Regions from separate parts of the Sander lucioperca genome. Here region 2 is linked to region 1. A link is a contact called in public Hi-C data. All regions are on one chromosome and are shown on one strand. Each heading gives the region's core, a stretch centred on a gene start, on an enhancer-like site or on the middle of the called end of the contact. The rest is flanking DNA. Distances are from core to core; before and after follow the strand shown.

What was found. Hi-C and Micro-C count contacts between places; a contact is called where the count stands out from the background.
Region 2: a Hi-C map of liver shows a contact between it and region 1, with 3 times the contacts expected there. The contact joins the promoter of gnl2 here to the promoter of utp11 in region 1. A contact is called at or near these places in 2 of 2 Hi-C or Micro-C datasets (liver and muscle).

What each region holds. Positions count from the first base shown.
Region 1 is chr10:16,637,556-16,642,619 of SLUC_FBN_1.2, reverse strand. It overlaps utp11 (probable U3 small nucleolar RNA-associated protein 11), which reads left to right and starts at 2,893. Exons shown (of 8, transcript XM_031314726.2): 1 at 2,893-3,127; 2 at 3,322-3,383; 3 at 3,483-3,585; 4 at 3,701-3,820; 5 at 4,059-4,152; 6 at 4,248-4,378; 7 at 4,532-4,642; 8 at 4,741-5,006. The coding sequence starts at 3,068. The coding sequence ends at 4,824.
Region 2 is chr10:16,766,965-16,771,737 of SLUC_FBN_1.2, reverse strand. gnl2 (nucleolar GTP-binding protein 2) reads right to left here and starts at 1,435. Exons shown (of 16, transcript XM_036006152.1): 1 at 1,197-1,435; 2 at 697-781; 3 at 487-581. The coding sequence starts at 1,260. The region is part of intron 2 of LOC118496049 (a long non-coding RNA gene); the gene reads left to right.

The DNA.
Region 1 (5,064 bases), core at 1,644-4,143:
TTGTAACAGTATTTGTCTGTTTTCACCACATAAATGATGGCGAGTGGAAATTGTGGCATGATGCACAAAACATCACAAACAGATCCTTTGGATGATCTTGGCGATAATATTTTTTTTACAGAACACATGAAGTATGTTTTGCCTCATCTAAACCCATCCACTTCTCCTCTCTTCACTGATGTGATTGTCTAGAATATAAAACAAGTCATGCTACAATATACACAACTCAAGCAGGGAAAATATGCACCGTATTGGTGCTTAATTGTAAACAATTTGTGTTTTACAAGAGTTTGTGGTTATGGTGAGAATCCCACCCAGGAGTGCACCTACTGTATGTCTGAGGTAGAAGTACATGGGAATATTTGGAGGTTATTTAAATTAAACCATCTGAGAGGTTTAGAGAGCAAATCTCTTTTTGGGCCCCAACTAGACACTGCTTGTCTAGGGGTCACAAGCAAAGAGGTTGTGAATCCCTGGTGTAATCTTTGAAAATGCATTGTATTGTATATTTAGTTTCTTAATGTAATATTTAATCTAAAAAGTAATTATTACGTGTATCTGTCTAAAAAGTACAATATTTCCATCTGAAATGTAGTGGCGTACAAGTATAAAGTAGCAGAAAATGGAAATGATTAAAGTAGTAGTACCTCGATTGTACTTAAAATAAGTTCCTCCACTACCATCAATGACTTATTTAACAGGCAAACTGGTAAATCTGTCTGATGTTGTTTTGCTGCCTTGGGTTAATTTTAAGACATGCAACTTAATAATCACGAAGAAAGGAACTTCTGGCTCATGCATTTTTCAACTGGGCTGGCCTGGCGCCTTGCTGCAGAAGAGGACCAACATGGTCAGGGGAGACATACCAAAGCCCTGAGCTCAGCCCAAGTGCAGCAGTCTTACAATATGTCAGCAGTGTTATTTTTACAGGGTCATATTAGAAAACCAAACGGATCTGCATCTGCCCCACAAGGGCATTCCTTCATTGCTGACCCTGAACAAACCCACAACCTCTTGTCCTCCTGCTCTTGCATCAGCTTGTTACAAGCCCCTGATTTCCAAAGTAGTATTTACCCCTGTCGAGGCTCACCAGGCATTTCACTTGTAATGATAAATACTACCGTGAATTAAACAGCAAGGAGCCAAGTAAGTCAGAATGCAGACGTTCTGCCCGTAATTCCCGGCTGCCGTCTGAGTTTGCCCAGTTAAACACGTTAGTGGGTGAGTGGGTCGGGCCTTGGGCTGAGACCTTCACAGGAACCGGGGGCATTAGCCTGATAAGTGATAAACAAGCCTGTGACATAATGTGGAAACACTGATCCCATTCATAGGTCTAATCACCCCTAAAACATTCTGCATGCCGGACAAATCTCACACATATAAAACAAATTCCTTGCGGTTGGTGAGGGGATAGTGAGCTGGGGGAATGGTTGTTTAGTGGAATATCTCTCTCTGTCCTAAAGGCTTCTTCTCACATCCACAAAGGGTTGGGAGTCTGGGTGAGATTAGAAGACTGGTGCCATTGCGGCTTTGTCTTTGTCTACCCATTACCCAAAATATCATGTCAGGAAGTGGATAGTCTTTTCCCCCAGAGTACAGTGATGACCCCCTCATCGTCCAAGTTCCTGCAGCACTTTTTCCCTCTCAAAATGGAGAGAAAAAATGTGTGAGAATGTTAAGGAATATTACAGAGTTTCTATGTAATTTCTGTTAGGTCTATTGGTCTGGACATAAATCAAAACAGGGGTCTGGAACCCCAATGGAAACATGCAATAAATGTCCATGTTGGAAAAACATAAACTTGTTACCAATTAGTGTTAACTGTATGCTCTGGCAAACACAGGCCCTCATTATAATGACCAACAGAATTTGGTCTATGAACAGTGCAGCCAAAACATAGTCAGAAGTCAGCAGCACTGTGATGGCCCTCACTTGTTCTAAGTGGATCCTGTGCCAGGCCTGGCTTGTATACAACTTCTAAATGGCAGATACCAATTACATTGGTCTTCTACTTGAAAGGATATAATTAATCCCATTTCCCTTCGCCAGTAAACCCTAATGCAACATTTGTGGTCTTGAATATTTCAAGCCAAATTAAATATTGCAGGGCTTTGAACTTATACTACATGAGGTTATTAGATAAGAAACATTATTAAAGAAAGTGGAGGATTAAGTTGTTCAAATGTTATTGGATTTCCATCCATTTATTAATTTTAAAATGATTAATTCACATAATGGTGGTATAAGTATTCAGAGCCTTAAGGTGAAAGTCGCATACAAGTTACAACAACATTTAAAAAAAAATCCAAGTTAAGGCACAAGAAAAGGTCCTACATTGAAACCCTTACTTAACAAGAAGTACACAAATTTTAACTACTAGTCCTTTAAATGCTCTGGAGTAGTTAAATCCATAGCAATGTTTAATATTTTACAAACTGACCATCTGTTTTGTTTTTACAATCTTAATATGCAAAGTAAATAGTAGGCTAACCATAGCAGCCACTCAGTCAATGAAGTGACGTAGACTAAAAAAGTACAGCTTTCCCCTGTGAAATGTGTAGTGTGAGTAAAAAGTACCATCGTGCGGAAACACTCAAGTAAAGTACAAATACTTTAATACTTGGGTTAATGTACTTAGTTACTTTCCACAGCTGCATAATACTTCTACTATGATTCCACTATAAAAGGCTCATACAGCAGCGTACAACAGCACCACCTACTGTTTGTTACACGTAGCATGAAATTCACAGCATTTTATTATATAGAGACAAAATAATTAATTTTGTTTCCGTTTCTTGTCAAATGACAAATAATAATTACGGGATATTTTAATATTAGTAAATTGTCCGAATTTCTTTTTTTTACTGTGATGTTTTTAATGTGAGTTGAGTGGTGAATCTGCGGTAGAGAAATGAAAACGTTCTGCACCACCATCCCGGAACCCACATGTTTAGCTAACAGGAAAGCACTAGACCCGAAGCAGCAGTGAGGTTTCTCTAAAAAGCCCTACGTATACCTGCTTTGACTAAACTAGTCTGTATTATTACGCTCGAGGACATTTTTCAGAATGTCTTCGTTCAGGAAAGCGTTGAAATCCCGACAGAGAAACCACCATGAAAGATCTCAGGTGAGCATTTCAGTGTTTTGCTGGCTAGCTTGTTAGCTAGCTAGCTAACTTGCTGCTATGTTATGAAATGCCCCTGCATAGTGACACGTTTGAGATGTCCACATAGTCTCAATCTAGTAAATGTGATGATATGTAATAAATATTGATACCGAGTGTGTTTAACTTGTCTAAACTGTGTCATTTTGTTCGACCAGCCTGGTTTCAGGAAACATTTGGGATTGCTGGAGAAGAAGAAAGACTACAAACTTCGTGCAGAGTGAGTTGAATTCAGTTTAGGAGACATGTTCCATGTTTCCAAGCTTTGGACATGGTTGAGGAAAAAGTCTTGTAATTGCTTACTTTGTTTGTTTTATAGTGATTACCACAAGAAACAAAACACTCTTGCTGCTCTGCGAAAGAAAGCTCTGGATAAGAACCCAGATGAGTTTTACTACAACATGATCAACTCTCAGCTGCAGGTGAGATATGTGTTATCATCAGTACAAGAAAATGAGTAACCCTGTGTAAATCCTCTCATCTGATCTCTGGCTGTTTAATTGATTAAGTATGGCTTATTTTGTGGCATGTTGACAGGATGGAGTTCACGTGGCGAAAAAAGCCAATGAGGAGGTGGAGGTGACAGAGGAGCAGAAGAAAGTCATGAGGACGCAGGATATCAAATATGTAGAGATGAAAAGGGTCGCAGAGGCTAAGGTACGGTTATTTTTCCTGTAATAGATCATGCACGGAGCACCTCTGGTGCCTGACTGATTTAATTTAACATCATTTGACATCTTTTAAATTTAGAATAAAAGAGCACGACAAAAATGGACTTGATTATACGCTGCGTTTGTGCCATTACCTAACCTCCCACTGTAAAATGAATCCTCCCCACATAGGGCTTCTCTTGTTACACCCTGTAAATCTTTGCGTGTTCATCATTTGCTTTCAGAAAATTGAGAGGCTGAAAGGAGAGCTCCATCTTCTGGAGGCAGACAGCAAACAAAAAAACAAGCATACATTCTTTGTGGATTCCAAGACCGAAGGTAAATATGAATGTCTTTGTGGGCTATTAGTAGTTATTAGGTGACCCGGGGGGGGGGGGAAACGTTTTAATGGAAGTTTTACTGTGTCTCCTCAGTGCAGTCATTTGAGCTGGCAAACCACCTCAACACAGCTCCTGAGCTGGTGGGCAGAGTATTCAACAGGCCAACTCTGAAAACTCTGGAGACAAAGAGCATCCAGGGAGCTGTAGAGCCTCGCATGCTTAAGGTCGGTGTTTATATTGCGTGGGGATCAGCCTCATTTGCTGTGGGACCATCCCATCTAAATGGGGGGGAAAATGTGTTTCAATCACATTGTGGTGACATAAACGTAATTTTAATTTCAACCCACTTCCATGTTTTCTCTTCGCTGTAACTGTAGAAGTTGGCCAAGCAGAGGAATCACCAGTATAAGATCCTTTCCCAGAGGATTGACCGAGAAAAGAAAATGTTTGTAATAAGCCAAAAAATTCAGACCCGCAAGGACCTACAGGTGAGGAGATGTTCTTATTCACAACAAGCTTTTTAGTTTCAATTGCAAATGACTGTCAAATAAACAAAGATTTTCTTTTTTTTTTTTACGCGCACCAGGATAAGAACAAAAAAGTGAAGGTACAAAAGGAGACACCCAATGCTGCAGCTATCTACAAATTTGAGGCCAAGAGGAAGCGCTGAGAGGGGAGTAACCATCTCGCTGAGAAGAAATCACCAACTTTGCCAATGTGAAATAATGGACTTCTAGATAAACCATAGACCGCATACATGGGATCATTTTTCTACCCTCAAATGTTGTTTTGTACATATTTATCTACGACTTTTAGTTTCTTTCAAAAATAAATATCAGAAGAACATACACATTTTTGTATCTTTTTTTTTTTTTTTTTAACTTGCATATGACTTGTGGTTGACCTCAGT
Region 2 (4,773 bases), core at 186-2,685, 130 kb before region 1:
CTACATAACTCTTGCTAGTGATATAGTAATGATAGTATTGTTTTATACTTGAATAGCCCATATCTATTGTATCATCTTTCTTAATAGCCACAGTTGGCAGTGATGATTTTAACGCAGCTCCCTTGAAATAGGCTTTAATGTTGCCAACATCGTCAGTTTTTAATAAAGGTGGAATCAGAACATTAAAAACCCAGACACCTTTAAATTCTATGCAGGAAAAATCCATGTGTTCAATATTGACTTACTTTTAACCAAACATGAACTCATTCATCCGTAACACATGAAGAAGCAAGTGTTACCCAAATTATCTGCACTGTCCCCAACAGCACCGCCCTCTCAAAACTGTGCAAGTATGCAAAAGCACCACATTTAGTAATGTGGTTCCCTTCCACAAAGACAGACAGAGAAAATATAATACACTGACAACCACCACAGCCGATCACTGCTACATACCCAACATATACACAGGTAAGGAAGAGCACTTACCAAACCATTTGATGTTTGGTTCCACTCTGGCTACAGTCCCTGGAGCCACCGTGGACTGGAACTGTAGAGGTCTGATGACTTGACCACGGTTATTACTGAAAACAGAAGATCAGTGCCAGTGTGAACATAGCACGTATTGTTCTTTTTCTCTGACACAAATCTGCCAATCAGCATCTCATTAGGATAATGCAAATCTGTATCATTAATTACCATCTCTTCTTTTGTCTGTACATATTCAGACGTTTGATAGTGGCTCGGTCCCTCATGTTGTTACCACCAGCACCCTTGGCTCGATCTGTGAAATACAGTTAATTTAACAATTAATTTGCTCAACACACGTTGCTTTTCAAGGAACATCAGTTACTTCAGTAGACATCCTATGACCAATTAATAACAGCAACTGTTTCCAGACTTTAAGAACAATGAGCCTAAACACTTCCACTTGACACAAACCCTTCCCTCAAAGTTGGACATTACTTCAGTGTCAAATTTAAAAGGCCTAACGTTACTAGCACTAGCGTTAGCTAAAGGTTTTAGTTAAGTCTTTCCGAGTTAATAGTTTTATTTTCACACATTGCACACTTAATGCCACTGACTAGTTTAATTTAACAAAGGTAAATAACCCATACATGTATTTAGCAGAGCATAATATCACCATGCTAGCAACAATTAGCATTAGCTGTAAACAAACCATAGACATATTAGCTCACCGGGGTTGCTGCTGGACGACGAGGTGTTTATCGAGCTTTTCCCCTTGAACAGAGGCTTCACCATTTTGACCGCTTAGTCGGCTGAGCCTTCACCGGAGAAAAAAATGAAGAGAAGACACGAAGGTGTCTGAAAGCTGAGGTTTAGTTGATGTTATTCCCTTCAGCTCGAAACTGTACACCGTACACGTGTTGTTACGGTGAAGCCGGAAGGACGTCATCGAAGGAGCGACAGGACAAATCCGCTTTCGGCTTTCATCGTCATCCCAGGCTCCAAAATCTGTAACACATTTATATTATCATTGCATACGTTCAATTGCTTTTTGGATTGAATGACATGAATTGAGTGTAAAAATAGAAATTGTTACTTTGAACATGAGAAATATAACATTGAATTCAAACTTATTGGTTATATTTGGTCAATTTTACTTACATAAATGCAAAATATCAAAAATTATCCTATAATTTCATTGACCATTTATTTATCCCCATTTTAAGTTTTGTTTCTATTCATTTTTAAGTATTTATTTAAAGCCAGATTTCTGTTTATCTGTATCATTATGTTGAGTACATGTCTAAAATGTTGTATATTTTAATTTTCTTTTTTAAATAAACGTTGGGGTAAAATTGTAGACGGGTTTTAATTGTAGACATAGCTTTCTGTATAAAATACCTTGTGTAAAATTCTTAACAGTAATGTATGTGAAATGGCTTCATCTAAACTTTAAGCAAAATTAGGATGTATTCTGAAATAACTGTAGCTACAGTTTATTTTGATAAAACAGTTAGATGTGTAAAATTAGTTTAATAGAAAATGCATTAAATAGACCAGCTGTTATGTTGTCTCTCTTGGAGGGAAATAGAATAACGCAACAGAATCTAGAGCTTAGTTACTGCTATTCTTGTCGTCTAAATGTTGCATTGCTATACTCTTTTTATTCCAGAAGAGGGTGCAATATAGTCTATATTCAGGTATTGTTATACGCCAACATGCCCTGCTGAATATCTATGGTCTGCCGTGCTAATTCTACCTGAGTGGCCTCGGTCTGCAATTTGATATAAATAATAAGGGTCATATGAGGCATAAGACTTGAAAGGAAAATATGTTTTGCATTAAAGAGGCCTGGTGGTTAAAAAAATGTGTTTTGGCTAAATTAAGGCAAGAAAAAATAATTCATGATCAGGACTGTAGCAGGGATTTTAGATATACTGAGGTCACGTGAGTCCAAGTTTCCCTTGTCCACCAAAAACATATTGTATTTGTTTAATTAGCTGTTATATGTTTTATGTATTTCTTCTTAACGTGAAGATGTAGGCCTACGATTCAAAGACTTCCTCACACTTAGGACTAACATTCTGATGGGAAAATACTAAATCTTTTATCTTTTGTTGTCCTAAAACTATGAATGACACCACCTCTGTGTCCAATGAAGGCTACGACCCTGCTCATGAAATGCAAAAATACGCAAATCAAAGATACAAATACACATTGCCAATATTTAATATAACAGGTACAGATGGTTTACTGTTGTTGCTCCATATTAATTTGAAAGTAACTGAAATATTTACCCTGGCTGGGAGGTGATTTGCAAAAGAAAAGACTCCCAGGACACTGCCATTTTTAATTAACAAGTGATGCAGGCCTATTTGACACCAGGATGTACGGAAGGCCAAGTTTTGTCTGCTTGTGATGCTGCTGCCTTCACAGTGTGTACGGTATGTTACACAAGTGTGGCTCCGAGCCAAGGTAGGCAAATTTGTAAAGACTCCGGTCTGGAGAGCCGCCATCCAGTATTCAGTTTATACAGCAGGGAGACCAAGGAATGTTCTCTGTTCATTTTCATAGATGAAATTGGAACTGAATACATCAGCAATCCACTGCAGTAAATGATTTTTTAAATCAGAAAGTATTTTTTTAACCCTATTTAAGCTGAAGCAAAGCAAAACAAATTCAAACTAAACATTTATTCCATTTTAAAATCTATATTTACAATAGAAAAGTCCATCAAACAAAGAGAGAGAGGGAGAAATAGGCTACTGCCAAGTCCCTTTTATTTCAAGCCAACTTCATTTAAACCCAAACGTTACGATTGTAGCTGTGGACAGAGATTGTGGACCATAGATATAAAATGTAATTTCTTGTGTTTTATATCTATATGTTGTGGACCCTTCCAAATCCTTACCATCTTTACCTTTGTATGTAATCTTTTTTAACATATATTTATTGATTTTATACAATTAACACATTGTAACCTACCTAACTGAACCTTTCCCCAAATTGAACATAAGGCAGTATAATAATAATAATAATATAAATATATATATATAACTTGAAAATGAATAAATAGCTAAACATAAAATTAAAAAATACATAGATTTACAATGAAAATAAAATTAAGTAAATAAATAAATAAAACAAACAGATAAATAAATAAAATAAAATAAGAATAACAAACATTGAACAAAGTACAGCACACATTTCTCACAATAGATTATTCATTTTCACTGTAACTTCACATTTCTAATGCCTCTTCAATATCACCACTTTTAACAAATTCCAAAAAACATGTCAAAGATGTTGTAAAATTCAGAAGCTTTCTTCTTAACTATATATGTGAGTTTCTCAACAGCCTAACTTAAAAAATGTAACCATTCTTAATCTTGTGCCTAAACACAACTTTTTGTTTTGGCAAACCATTCACAGCACTTAAGTGGCAGGATCCCTTGCTGTGCCTTGAGGAGTGTTGTATTAAAATGTACAGCCATGTCTTCTTGTATGCTTTTCTGTGTCTTATTGCACCTGATGCACCCCGTTGAATGCCTTTAGCACTCAATAAATTCTTCCACATCCTTACACATTGTGCCTTCAAATCCAACACATCATTATGAGAGCTTGTTTGAAATCCTCAGCACTGGCTGAATCATTTGGACAAAAAGACTGAAATGAGCATGGTTTTTTCGTTGCCCTAAGGAAATGTAGTTTCCCCTAATAAAAAGCCAGCGCAAGTTTACCTCTTCAATTAGAAGAAGCACTATAAAGACAGTTTACAGAATGTAGTCTCAGTCATTCTGTCATCAGAATGAATGTAATGTATATTTTGTCTGTCCTCACGTCTGTATTCAGCTGTTGTGCATTTTACAGCTGCTGAAGCAACAGGTTGGCTGAACTTAATGTGACCTTGATGTGCAAGGAAGTGTGTAGTTACACAACGCGGTACCACCACCAAGAAAACAAATTAATTGGACAAGCATTAATCAGAATTTGCATGCAGGAATGCAACAAGGCAAAGATGGACCATTCATCTACCATCTCTCAAGACAGAGTGACCACCATTTATGATTTATGCCCTCAGCTGTAGCCAAAACACCAGCCTCAAGCAATTTTAAACCAATACAATTCATGACAGGGTACATGTGTTGCTCAAACAAAAAGACCAATTTGCTTGCCAGGAAGTAGAAAACAACATTGAACGATGTGATAAATATTATTTTTGTACCACTCCAGCAGGTATATTTATATTTATTTATCAGCAGTCATCGTCTTTGTTCCTTTCTCACAGAGACATAAAAATAGCTAATA